2 separate regions of the Sus scrofa genome follow, and region 1 is linked to region 2. Evidence: chromatin contacts called from public Hi-C data. All regions are on one chromosome and are shown on one strand. Each heading gives the region's core, a stretch centred on a gene start, on an enhancer-like site or on the middle of the called end of the contact. The rest is flanking DNA. Distances are from core to core; before and after follow the strand shown. Region 1 overlaps LRMDA (a long non-coding RNA gene). Region 2 overlaps LRMDA (a long non-coding RNA gene).

Region 1 (6,697 bases), core at 3,011-5,510, 230 kb before region 2:
ATGTGGCCATAAGACTTTTCTCTAACATGAAGGTTCTTAGTAAAATAACAGGATCTGCTCTTAAGTGAAGTGACGTGGTGGCTGTACACTTCTCTCTCTCCTTCCCCCAACATGGTAACTGCCATAAACTGTGAAAATTACAGAGGAAACAGTTTGCTTGCAAAGAACATTGTGGTGGGGAGGGCGCTCCCAGGCTGGAATTCGGGAACCCGCTGGCTGCGACTCGGTAGGCGGTGGTTTCTCTGTACATCTGCAATGTATTCACTTGTTTGTATCTCCTCGAACTCTAAACGTCTTGGGACTGGAGGGGGAACGACACATTTAATGGCATGTGTAGTGTTTTCAATTAAAATATCTGGCTTGGGCCATAATAAGTGAAGCAGCCTTGCTAGGCATCAGGCTGATGTGGAGCTGACTCTGTGGGGGTTTCATTTTGGGGGTGGGGGCTGAAAAATGACAGTGCCCTGTGCCTTGGGGAATCCTAATTTTTCTTATGTAGGCAGCTGTGCCATCACGGTAAACTCTGAAAACTATACTTAAGAAGAAAATGTATTGGGAAGCAGCTTTTAAAAAGAGGTAGTTTATCTTTTAAATGCTTCCCCTAGGGGAATGTGTGTCTTAATTATGCAGGTTAAGTTATGACCTGGGGGCTGCCCGAGGGGGTGGGGATCAGTCTCTTTACTTGGATGCACCCTATGCAGGTGGCAGGTTCACTGCTCAGGAAGACCCTGAATGTCCTGGGGAGGAAGCGTTTGGACACACATGCAGAACACAGCAAATGCCCTCGGAATCCCTGACCTCCAAGATGGCTACCCCCACCATCTCTATACTAAGGTGGGTGGGGAAAGACTTGGATTTAAAGCCAGCTCTGCTCCTACCAGTCAGGTGACCACATGCACATCCCTTCCCTTCCTGGAGCCAGTTTCCCCCTTTGCAAATTGAAGGCAAGGGGCCAGATTTCCCAGAGGTCCACCTTAGTTTTGAAATAGATGATTTAGCATTTCCACATGCTTCCCTGATGAAGATAAGGAGGCCAGGTATAATATTGCCTGATGTAGGAGGCAGATCCAGTGGTCAGAGATTCAAAATTTGATTTGGACCAAGTCAGCTCTTAAAAACCTATAGCCCATATTCCCATAATATAGAGAAAGGGGAGCTCAGCTAGCCCTCAAAAATCCCCAAGGAAAGAATTTTCAGTTGCTTTCCTGCCAACTGTATTTCATACCCAGAGCTGGGAAGTGCTTACTTATAGTTAGCCTATATCCCCCAGCTTTGACATAAGCTCGAGTCTCTTCACTCCATATTCAATAGAACTAAAGATGAACTATCAGAGTAAGTGGTCTGCCATTCACATTTCAGTTGTAAACAAATAATAATCTTGACTCACACAAGGGTAAGAACTTATCTGATGGTGGAGTGTGGGTTGGACCAATAAATTCCTATTTGTAAAATCAAGACATCATCAATTTTATTATCACTATTCATGTTAGTTTTGGCCATCACTGTTGTAGGTGCTGTTATCATAAATGTTTGTAAGTGTAACTGCGTCATGACAAACAGATTTTGATCTGTTGGAGATCACTAGGTCTGTCCAATTAGTGCTACAGAACAAAGGACATGGGGCTCCTTATGGTTTTCCTGTTCTCCAATCTGTATCCGTACAGCAGGGAACTAGCCTCTTCGTGGCCTCTGAAGAGTGAGGACAAGTGTTGGGAAGAGGAGGGTGGGCCCAGCGACAGAGAGGGAAAGTGTATTTGAGAATCTTTCTGGTCCATTCTCGAAGGTTCCCCGTGACACTACAAATAACCCATTAGCATGTTACCTCCACAATACTCCCTTCTCCCTGACTTCTAACACCTGGTGTTTGAAACGGTGCTTAGTGCCAAGGGAGGGTTCAATAAAGATCTGTTGACTCCATACATTCATTAACACCATTAAAATGATCCGAACTCAATGTACACAGAACCACACAGTTATGGATTTCAATTGTTAAACACGCACACTTTAACATCTGATAAGACGACACGCATTGGAAATGTTTTAAAAATAAGTACAGATTAAATATTTGCCTTACTAAAGAAGAAGGCAAAGTAACAGAAGGCAACAGCCTCAATTCCTCAACACTGGTGCTGTTTTTATGCTGAACACTTTTCTCCTACAAAAACAAAGCCATCACGATGTCTGGTTTGGAAAGAGAGCCGCGGACTGAACACTATCATCCTGCCTTAAGAGCTGTAAACATCATACACAGGGAAGGACATTCTCCAGAAAGCACATTCCTTGGTCTTTGTTATGTGTTGGTCCTGAGGAAACTGGGAATGGGGAAGGAATCAACACCCGTGTTTTATGACCTTGAGCAGGGGCTGGAGCGGTAGTCTGAGGTCAGCCTGTGTGATCCTCTATCAGCTCAGCTACGAACATCACATCGGATTTAGCAGAGCCTGCAGAATTACAGGCTCCCAGCCCGGCATCCTCCTGCAGCAGAAGCTACTTAAACACTCAGGCAAAAGGAAAAGAAGGGAGATGTTAAAATGGTTTTAAAGAAATGGGTTGCTTGGGAGCAGTATTTTTTTTTTGTGGAGAGAAGACAAAATCTCCCCTCCATGGGAGGCATATTTTTCCCTGCTTCACAGACCCATCAGGGGAGCCCTGGGTTGGAAATGAAACAGGGCAAGGCTTTCCACCTGCCATGGAAGGGCAGGGAAGACATAGAAAGTGGGACTTCCCTTCCCAATTAGTGGAGCATGATTTCAGGCAAGTGTCTCAGGTAAACTCTGCATCTTGGGTTGGGATGGGATGCTCTAGGCAGGCAATGCTTGCTAAACCCCTGAAGGTCCTGGAGGGCTCCTGCTGTCTTCTCTGTGGACTGGCGGCACACCATCCTTGCTAAGTGCTGCAATGACCACCTTGAAGAGCGAGGCTCAGGGGAGGTTGCCAGTCTCTCAAGTGAGCACACACTTCTGAATTCTCCTCTTCTATTGTATAAAACAAAGGATATTTTCATCTTAGTCTGCTAACCCTGATGTTTTTCAGTGGTGGACATTTGAATTCTGCCATTTTGACCACTAGGATGCTTTGGCTTCAGGCTTATGAATATAACACATAAACACACCTGATAATTTTTCTTTCAAAAAGCACTATTTATTCAGAGCCAACTACATTTAGTCAATTTAATTTCTTATTTTTTTTCTCTGTTTAAAATTGAAGAATGGGTGATTTACAATAGAACTTAAATTCCTTCATTTTTTAAATTCAAAGTTAAAGCCACCTTCTATTTTTAACATTTTCATTTGCATTTGATTCAATTTATTTTCAATAGGATCAATTCTTTTCCATGTAATATCTTCCTTAAGGTTAAATTCCTCGTTCAGCTTTTGGCAAATATCAAATTTTACCAGGCATATCTCTTTAAGATCTCTAAATCTCTTTAAGTCACTTATTTCCACAAGGTTACATTTCCTTGGGTAAAATTATGCAGCTCTAAATTGTGACAGGAAGACCTGAGCCCTCCACTGAAGTTTAGACAACCTATTTTATTGTGTGTAGTTTTAAGTTCACTTCGATTTTATTTTGTTTTCATTATTTCTACAAAGGCTAATTCCTTCCTGTGAATTTGTGCTGTTTTCAATACATCAACAAAATATAAACCTTTGGTCACTTTTTCGTCCATAATAAATTGCATTATGTGCAGGCTTAGCTGCTGTCGGTTTTATTTCAGGTTGATGATTTCTACCAGCAATGTTTATTCTTGATTAAAGTAAATGGTAGTTTTTATTTATTTTTAGCACAAAGAGTAAGCACGCCAAACATAAATACTCTGGATGCCTGAGAGAATCCAAATTGTGGGGTTATGAGACACTGCTTTCTACCAAGCACTGGTCAAAAAAAAAAAACAAAACACAGTATGTGCCACCTAATCAAGGGTTAGAATGCATCTGTCTCCTAAAAGAAAGCTGACACAAATGCCAGGCAACACATCCCTTTGAGAAAAGGACACTTGGCCCCAATGCTCAGCCCCCTCCAGTGAGGCCTGATGGAAGGTTAAACTTTCCACTGAGAGAGAACAGATTACACAGGCTCTTTAGACAAATGCTGGGCCTTGTCAAGTCTCACCCGCTTGTTTATAAGGAAGAAAAAAGCAGGGGAAGGAAACCAGTCAGCAGAGAAAGTATCTTGGCAAAATCTGTACTGAAGGTGAGAGGAATGCAAGGCTGAGAAGCCAGCCTCCCAGCCCCGGGGAGGCTGCACAAGCAGTCACGTGAGTGGGCAGACACGCTGACAAGTGACAAGCCAGAGCCTGTGGAAAATGCACTCCGGGCTCCGAGGGCAGCTGAAATGAGACTTGTCATTTTAGAAGAAGAGAAGGAGATAGGAGAGGGAGGAGAGGAGGGGAAAAAAAAAATGCAGAGCTAGTTTTTCCCTCACATCACCTGTTAGTGGGAAATGTGAAATCGAGGGCAAGTCCGAGAGATAATTGCACCTTTGAGCCCGATCCCTAGTAACCAGCTCCACTGTCCTGCCTTAAGCCCCTGGTCCCCACATTCCAGTCAGAGATGTTATGGCCCTGCCCAGACCTGACCGGACCGTTCAATGTCCTCGCTATATCGAGGAAATATGAGGCTGACAGATTTAAAAGCTCTCTGGCAGCAGATGTTTCGATAATGTGAATCCTGGAAAGGAAACAGTCAACATACTTTTCCTCAGATGTCAATGCTTTTGAAATTATTTTGTATTGGGGGTCGTCTGGGTAGGCAGAGATGGACAGGATGGGGTCCCAGGTCTGAGAGAGGCTCCCTTTTTTGAACATCGTTAATGATTGGTTCTTACCTGGACACATGCTACATTTCAATCAAATAGAAATGCATAGATCTCAGAGATCAAACACAATGCCTGATATTCCATGCTTCAACAACAGCCCCCCTCCAAAAACAAAAACACCCAATGGCCCCAGACTCCAAAACAAATCAACAACCTTCCTTTGTTAAATTTTCTTAGCAATCCAAATTTGGGGTTTTCTTCTCTGGTTACATTTTTTTGTGTGCCAGTTGAGACTGAAGCCAGAAACAATTTTCACCCTGACTTCCTAAACAATAGTTTGCTTACATGTTTCTATGATGCTTTATTATTTTTCTGTACTTCCTATACTCTTAAAGACAGAACAGGGAACTGTTCTTTGAAAGTATTTCTTTACATATACTGAAGAATTCTCCTGAGGTCAGAATCTCAAGATCTTCATTTTCAGTAAAGGAGGGAAAGGACGTTCTCGGTGGCTTTAGCAAAGTGCCAATACCAGACCAGACGCCATACAAATGCAACGCTACCTTTCTAGTCCAAATCCTTATGCAGCCTTTAGGATAGGAGGATGTCAAAGATTAAAAACTTGACTTAGGCTGACTCCTCCTTACTTTTCCATGGGGGAAACTTGAACTTTCAAAGCCAGTTTGGTATGTGTCCCCCTTTCCTCCACCTCCATATTCTAAGTGGGATTTAATGGATTTGAGATGGGCTGGATTCCAAAGCGCACGCACATGCCAAGATGGGAGGCTAATGAATTAAGATTCACAGGGTTCCTTCAGTGCTGCTTAGTGATGGATAGTACATAAGCCAGGCTGTCAGTCAAAATGGACAGTGGTTAAGTGGTTCAGTTTCATGTTGCTTTCTCATTTTTGGCTGAGGAACTCAGGAATCCTTTCTCTGAGAAGAGAGAGAAAAGAAAGAAGTGGGTCACCCTTTTACCACCTCCGTGGTTCCCACCACTCACTCTCTCCACATTCATCTTCTCCACCTTCCCTGTGAGGTTAGGAGCATGGCCACTAGAGGGCAGCATGAATTTAGGAAAAACAGCTGCTTTCTTTAAAAAAAAAAAAAAATTAAATGATGGCAAGGATTCAGGGAGGGCCATTAAAGCCACACGGTGCTTTTGGTCACCAATTATAGGTTCTGTGATGATCGATATGTCATGTTTGCTCAATCTGTGCTGGAGGCTTTCTGGGACTAGGGCTATCACACATCCACCCCACTTTTGGATGCTTCTGGTTTAGATTTTAGGGACCAATTTTCTCTACCATCAATTGCTCTAATTAATCTTCCAGCCTCAGGGGTTGGGGATGTTTGCATATCACCTGTATAAATATAATGAAGCCTGCAAAGATAAACAAAGATAGATTCCCTCATTTCTTAGAAAAAGATAATTTTTATCATGGACGTCCAAAAGGAAATATGCCACCCAATGGCATGGAGTTACTAATCATTTGATAGTGAAAAATGATTATATATTTTTCTATATAATTTTGTATATAGTTTTATGTATAATATATACACCCACGCACACATATATAATTTTTAAAGGGTCAATAAAATACACAAAAAGCATGTATCCTCCATCCATGAAAATCAGAGCTGCTTCCCACCCACGCCATTGTCATCCCTCTAAGAGTGTCCACCCAGATTAATCAGAAAAGAGAGGTAGACGCTACTCAAATAAAATAATAATTTCAGCATCTATCTGATCATCATTTGATTCCCATCATTGGTCTCTGGCACATGGGCCAGTGACTATTTTCATGGCTGGGGCAACAAATGATCACCTTCCTTTAGGAAGAAAGAGGTATTCATGGGTTTCTATGGATTTCAAACATACCATCAATTTTTTTTTTTTTCTTTTTTGGCCACCTTGTGGCATATGGGGTTCTCAGGC
Region 2 (7,678 bases), core at 5,175-7,674:
AAATATTAGAAAGTACAACTCTTGTATGGTAGTTAAATGTGCTTACTCTTTTTAAACATTTCTACAATTTTGGAATTTCTCAAAAGTAAGCATGAAAATTGAAAAAACATACTCTTCTCTCCTCTCTGATCCATACATCTTATACTGATGTAAAATCATAATTAAAGGAAACTTCCCCTAATCATTTCCCAATACTTGCACAACAGGGATTAAGGCCATCTCTGGTTGGCTTTTTGTGATGAAACATCCTATTTCTAATTCTTCTAAAGCTATTGAGTATGACAATAGAATGGAAAAAGCTGACAAAGAATAGTAAACATGTATGTCCTTCCCAACAAGGCTTGAAATGCTCATTCCAGTCTGGTAAGTCCTTCTGTTTAAGATTTGCCAAAGCACACTGAAGGTTTCTGTACTCTTCGCCGACTCACAATTGGAGAATTGCTAATAATTTTTTTAAACTCACATCAATAATGATAACAGTCACTAATATACTGCGCCCTACAATATCCGTAATGCAGGAAGAAAGGCAGAACTTTGGCTATCTCATTGGAAAAGATTCAAGTACAAGAGACTTGCAAAGTGAGAATTTCACTCAGTGGTTACAGAAGACAAATGTCTTCAGATAAACGTGTACAATTCAGGTCCCCTCCCATCGGGTACATTCCATGGAAACCTGCATTCCAGTGGATATTTCTGAACATCATGGATGCCCTGAAGGAACATGATACAGACCACAGGAGGAGAGATTTGGCAGGCTTCAAAAACAAGAAGGGGGCAGCTACAAAGTTGTTTAATAGCCATAAATCTCCCACTATTTTTCACAAAATACCATCTAAGACCACAGCTCCACAACTCATTCCCCATCACTCAGCTCAAGTGGAGCGCTTTGGCATGCTCACTCACCCTTAAATCATACACAGCATAAAGTGATCCCAGGTCTGGGAAATTTGTCAGCCTCTTTCAAGTAAAAGCAATCTTCGCTTTTCATCACAATTCATTCCCTGAAACTGTGGTATAAAGCTGACTCTTCTAAAAACATTTATTTTCTCTCATAAGAAAAAGCATCACTCATTTGGTTATCAAGGATTTAATAACCACCTACTATATGCCAGGCTCTGTGTAGAGAATACCAAGAAAAATAAAATGAGGACTTTGGTTGCATTCCCAACTCATCCAAAAAAAAAAAAAAAAAAGAAAAAAAAAGGAAATTATAATCATGATGAATGCTGGTTAGTAAGAGTCACCAACTCAAAGCTTGATCCCCAAACACTGCATCATCACAGAACTTTGACCCTGACCTCTATGATGACAGCTGAACACATGGACCAGTAATTACATTCTTGCTTGTTTCTTTTTCATACTAACAGAGATCTTTCATGATTAACTAACCCTTGGACTCAATATGATGCCAGAAATAGAGAAAGAAGTCAAAACATAATGCTTGAAGGAATAAAACATTTAAATGTCAAAGATAAAACTATATACCATGATTGTAATTCAATACAAAAGCATGAGCCAAGTTGCCAGAATCAGAGGTGAAGACTTCACAGCATCTGAAGGATTAAGTTAAAAGCCAAAGAACCAGCCTGAAGATGAAGTCTTCCAACCTGCTCACAGGGGAAATCACTGCACCTTCCAGTGTGAAGACAGACAGAAAGACTCCACAGCTGATGCACCACATTGGGAATGACAGACAGGTGGAAGAACAGGAATAAGCATAATCTAGTCCAGAGCCAGAAGCCAAAACACTGAGATGAAGAAAAAGGGGGTTAAGCTGGGATGAAGATGAATCAATAATGAAAGAACCAAGAAAGAACTCAAATAGGCAAAGGGTAGAGAGACTGGGCCTGAGCTGAGCATTCAGCTGATTAAGGGAGGTGAGGTCTAATTCAAACAACAAGTCAGGCTGAGAAGCAGCACGGAGGAGGAGGGTTGTGGCAAAGGTTCTCTGGAATAAGGAAGCCCCTTGCAGGCAAAACACAGCCTCTAGAGTTTGCCATTGTTTTTAATAGGATCTAAAGAGGGTTCAGTTCTGCCAGTGTCTAAAATACCATGAGGCTCAGAGTTGCAGTTCTGAAATATTTATGGGAGGAAAGGAAGAAGGCAGGCAGGAAGGAAAAGAACCAGGAATGGAAGTAGACCTTTACACAAATAAGCAAATCAGAGAATGTATGAACTTTAAAGGACCTTATTAATCATTGAGAGCAGTGGTTTCCAAAATACTTTAGCAAACACATAACAATAAAAGAATAAGACAATCTAAACATTGGGCATCATGGAAATACTCATAATCACTTATGGTAATCAAATATACTATGAAAGAGATAAATACGCAAAAATTTTATTACGTAATCCTAAGAAGACACAGCAAATACTAGATTATTACATATGCTGTGATTTTTATCAACATAAAATTTGCAAGAGGTAAAAGTTAATAAGCAAAGATTGAAAGACTTTTATGAACAATGTGGTTTGGGATGATTTGATTTTTAAACTTTATTTAATGGTGCCATTGTTTCTGGCCATTTAAAATACTTAAATATTAAAACCCTACCAGGGGTGATCTGAAACAAGACTTTATTTATTTATTTATTTATTTATTGTCTTTTTGCTTTTTTCTAGGACCGCTTCCTGGGGCATGTGGAGGTTCCCAGGCTAGGGGTCGAATTGGAGCTGTAGCCGCCAGCCTATGCCAGAGCCACAGCAACTGTGGGATTTAAGCCACATCAGCGACCTACACCACAGCTCACGGCAATGTGGGATCCTTAATCCACTGAGCAAGTCCAGGTATTGAACCCGCAACATCATGGTTCCTAGTCAGATTTGTTAACCACTGCGCCATGACGGGAACTCCTAAAACAACACATTTTCCATCAAGTATCTTTCCAATCCCTCCCATCCGAGGGCAAGGAGAGGTGGCAGAAGAGGGAGGGAAAGTAGGAGTTAAGGAGGAAGGAGAAGAGCATAGAAAGCAAAAGAGGCACCGTGTGGAACTAGAACAACTATTTCTTGAATGCACTCTCAGTGCTAATGGTTTTCCAACACATGAGGATGTCCTATTATTACTCTCATCTGAGAGATGAGAAAACTGAAACCCAGAAAGGATAAGGCATATGTCCAAGGTTACATAGTTCTAAAATCCAGAAAGGTATGAGAAACCAAGGCAGCCTGACCCCCAAAGCCCAAGTGGCTTCCCCAGTGGCACTTCCTTTCTGCAGCAGAGGCCCCAGGTCCTTGTGAAACTCCTCTCCCAGCCAGCATTCCACTTTGCCTCATGTCACTGTCAGCTGGACACTTGTCGAGTCTCGTCGGCAGTACTGTTGACTTCAAGAGCACGGGGGCCAAGACCCACATTAATAGTGACTTCCTTGCAGCTCCCAACAAACAACTTCTCCAAGCACTGAGAAAGGATTATCAAATGAGAGGGTATTTACTCATAGCATGGGAAAAATTAAAGGCAGAATATCTATCTTTAATAAACAAATAATCCCCTTTGTCCACAGAAATATGATGGAGCAAAAGTTAACCTTTCGCTGCTAATTATTAATCCTTGCTGAGAATTTAGTTTGTGTCATATGTTCAAACAGAATGTAATTGGAATGTAATATACTATAGCCTCCAAGTAATGAGGGTACACACATGATTGTGTGTGTATCATATTTCTTGAGCATAAATCACATGGAGGCGTTTTAAGCACACTCTTTTTTTTTTTTTTTTTTTTTTTTTTTTTTTTTTAGCCGTGCCTGTGGTATGTGGAAGTTCCTGGGCCAGGGACTGAACCCATCCCACAGCAGCAACCCACGCCACTGCAGTGACTACAACAGATCCTGGACCCACCGCACCGCAAGAGAACTCCTAAAGCACACCCTTTGATTTAACTATTTCAACAACCTTAAAATAGGAGTACCACAATCACTATCATTTTACAGATAAAGCAATCAAGATTTAGAGAGGTTAAATAACTTGTCCAAGAGCTCCCAGCTAATATGCAGGGCATTTAGAATTCCAACCAACATGACTGGATTTCACAACCTAAATTCCAACCATTGTACAATGAACTTGATGCTGCCTGGTGAAGAAAACTTGCCTGAGTTTAGTACATATACTAAGGTAGGTATTTATTTGCAGATGTGATTAAAGTCATATGAATACACAACATGTTTTGTGGTCTTGTGTGCAAATAAAACCATTAACTTATTTATGAATAAATAATTGACTATTCAACATAGACATAGGAGTACTTCAGATCTCTTTGGCCCTTTAGGCTTGACATAACTAATGGTGCCTGTGATCAGACTGTACCAGCTCACAAAAACCAAAGGTTAAATTTTCAGGAATGCTATGTTTATGCTGTTAAACATAGCCATTATTTAAAATTAAATTGCATACACTTGCAATTGGATAAATTATATTAAAAGTAAAGATAATATACACAAAAACTCAGCACTTCCCAATTATTTTATAAAATTTTACTATTATTTATGCTCTTGAAATTATTCATGTCTATTATATCTACATAGCAGAAATACTATACAACAATGTATTACTTCAGATCTCTTCCCAGCTCTTCAGTAATGTTACTTTGGTAACTTACATTGGCCATGATGGGAATAATTACAGTGGAAATTTACAAACGTTACAAATTTTGGGTTAACTATCTTATTGATTTTTTAAACTTAAGAAAATGATGGGGAAATGTTAATTATGCAGATTAAATTTAAAAGTTGTGTTGTGTCTAGCCATTGCATTGTGAATAGCATTGAAAAGTTGAGGAAAATATATTTTTTTGGCCATGCATAGATTATGTGGAAGTTCCTGGGCCAGGGACTGGACCTCAGCCTCAGCAGCAACCCAAGCTGCTGCAGTGACAACATCAGATCCTTAACCCACTGGACTACAGGAGAATTCTTGAGGAAAGAGTCTTTGAACATTCAAAAGACATTATCTGATTCAGTAAAGAAGTTACTCATGCCATTGACAAAAGAGTGAAGTTTTGAAATATTCAGTAAGAAAAGAATATAGTTGATGTTCATATCAGAACTACACTTACTCATCAATTGCAACCTTAGGTTCCAAAATTATAAAAACAAAAAAAATTCAGTGAAAATGAGTTGGTTGAATAGAATTTATAACAAAAAGGATTATACATTTAATTTTATTTGATAACAATATGTTTACTCATAGTTTATATACATAAAAATTACACTAAGCTGATGTATACACATACATGGGTAAATTTTTTTTCCAGAGAGCTGCTTGTTAAACATTTCCAGCACAGCACTACATAAAACCCTTATTAAATGACATCTAAGGTATATTTGGGGCTATGGAGAAAAGAATAGTAAGAAAAAAAACTAATTAAGCATCAAAGATTCTGTCTTCAACTTATTTACAACTTGGACACCCTCTACTTCCCTCTTTCCTATTCCCTAATGCCTTAAGAGACTTAGATCCAAGCTCCATCCAGCTGTATGACCTGGGGTAATCAGCTCCTAAAGCCATACCATCCTTCACTGTTAGATAGTAATGATAATAGTCATGATGATGATATTGTTTAAAAAATTGCTAATGAGTATTTGTACTTATTTTGTAAACATGGGCCACATATTCATCTATACAATTTTTTACAACACTTCTGTGAAGCAGTGCTAAATTCTATTCCTCTTTTACAGATGAGGAAAACTAAGACCCAGAGAAATTAGGTAGGTGCTTGGGTTGCTAGCACATAGCAGAGCTGAGCCACAAATCTAGGCAGTTTGTCTCCAATGGCTACTGCCTTAACCATTATGATGCTTTACCACCTCCCTTCTCATTAAAGGCAAAGATTAAGTGAGGTAAGAGACAAAGATCTTAGCATTGCTCATTAAATATTCATGATGAGTTACTTTAATTTTGTATAGCATCTTACCTCTTCAGTTAGATTTAAGTTTCTTAAGAGATAGGGCTAATGTTTTATGGCTTCTCCTACCCTTCATAGTAGTTACAACAGGGACCTGCACACCACGAGTAATCAAATTATTCATTACACGGATGGGCTCTGCTCCTCACTTGTCATGCAGAAAAGCGCTGCTGAGATCCCTTCTGAGGGTGAAAGTAGTGAAATTGTCAGGCTAGCTATAATCTGAATCCATCCACAGTTTCCCTGCATTATTGTGATGGTCTATCTTTAGTAAATAACTACATATGGCATTCCTCATCTGGGTTTGTAGGGTTGTGTTAGAAATAATATTGTGTCATAGTAGTCCTACAGGGTTGATTTATTTTGGCTTAAAAGAAGGAACTTGGCCTCATGTGTCTCTCTTCCTCTCACAGTTTTTTTTTTTTTTTTTTTTTTTTTTTTTTTTTATTCCCAAGGGCTGCAGGTCAAGTTCTGTCCTTGGAACCAAAGCAGTTTTCCAAAATGAGGTGGAGCCAGCTCTGTCAAGCTGGGCCAGCTCTGCTGTCAGTGCCTTTCCCAAGTACATCAGACCCTCTGCTTGTAAAAATAAATTGATACCAATGCAAGAAATTTATTAGGAGATGACAGCCTGGTTCATAATGGAAATATGGAGAAAACATCATCCTTCAAAAGTGACAGTTTATCCATCATGCCTCAGATTCCTGAGATAGAAGCAGGCACTGTCACATACAATCCGCTGAGGACACATCTTCTTGGATTTCCTTTTGACAGGAAACTCTGAAATAATCCAGAAGAAGGGAAGGACTTGTGCTGCCCTTAATGTGCTCGGCCATAAATTTTGAGTATTAGCAGAAGAAACATGTGGCCAAGGACATGAATGATGGAGGAAATCAGGAGGCCTGGAATTCTCAAACGGCCCCTTCTTTTCTCTCAGGGTGATGAACTGGGACGGGGGTCAGAGAGGGTTAAGGCACTGCTGAGAGGGACATCAATTCCCTGTTATGTGTCAGCAAAGCCAACAGGTGGCAGGGCACCACTGCAGACACAGTGCTGCTTCGGGTCTGGTGACCAGGTCACCTTGCCCCGCTAACTTTCCAACTGCGATTATTTCCCCCTTAGCTACTTATTTATATTGATAAACTTGAGAGAGTTTAGGAGGGCCGTTTTAATTAGGAATAAAGGCAAGGATATTCCTGAGGATCACAAGAGGCCCGATCTTTTCAGGCTTAATGAGGTGACCTACCCAACCCTGTTGGAAATAATTGTGTATTGTATTAAAAGCCACTTTGGAAAATAAAATTGCAGTAGTAAACTGGAATGAAACAAACATGGTATTAAGGGGAAAAAATATTCACTGACAATTTTATGAGGCCTTAAAATATTTATGTTCTACACTTGCATTCTTTGGAGATTTGCTGAGTGTTGCTAGAATGGGGAAACTTTTTTAATGAGATACATGCATATTTTTTAAATTTACAGATCTTTTTTAGCAAAAATAGAAAGTCATAAATGGGAAACGGAAACCTAAACAAGGCGAGTATAGCATTAATGCTCTTATATTATTAATTCGCTCTTTATATTGGAAAAAATAAAAGTATGGTTGAATAATATGCAAGGAATCTTTGTTGTCAGTTTCTATTTGATTAACGTACAGGGACACTAGCATGATTACAAGATCCCAGATAAACTTAGTTTTTTTGCATGTGTTGTGTGGTGTGGATAGGAACAGGATATGTGCACTCTCGGGTTACTTGAGCACAGAGTCAAATACAGGGTTCT

The links. Hi-C and Micro-C count contacts between places; a contact is called where the count stands out from the background.
Region 1: a contact with region 2 is called in a Hi-C map of skeletal muscle, with 4 times the contacts expected there. The contact joins two enhancer-like sites. A contact is called at or near these places in 11 of 47 Hi-C or Micro-C datasets (alveolar macrophages, embryonic fibroblasts, fetal heart ventricle and 5 more) and 1 of 2 datasets of contacts at active chromatin or transcription factors (skeletal muscle).

The regions. Positions count from the first base shown.
Region 1 is chr14:79,041,469-79,048,165 of Sscrofa11.1, reverse strand. The region is part of intron 5 of LRMDA (a long non-coding RNA gene); the gene reads right to left. Among named protein-coding and RNA genes, the nearest start is that of KCNMA1, 1.1 Mb to the left of the region's middle. Within about 2 kb of position 4,260, at least 10 of the 83 cell types and tissues checked have an H3K27ac peak or open chromatin away from gene starts, as enhancers often do. A contact at or near this core is called in fetal skeletal muscle and skeletal muscle, where this site is marked.
Region 2 is chr14:78,813,212-78,820,889 of Sscrofa11.1, reverse strand. The region is part of intron 5 of LRMDA (a long non-coding RNA gene); the gene reads right to left. Among named protein-coding and RNA genes, the nearest start is that of LRMDA, 860 kb to the right of the region's middle. Within about 2 kb of position 6,424, at least 14 of the 83 cell types and tissues checked have an H3K27ac peak or open chromatin away from gene starts, as enhancers often do. A contact at or near this core is called in fetal skeletal muscle and skeletal muscle, where this site is marked.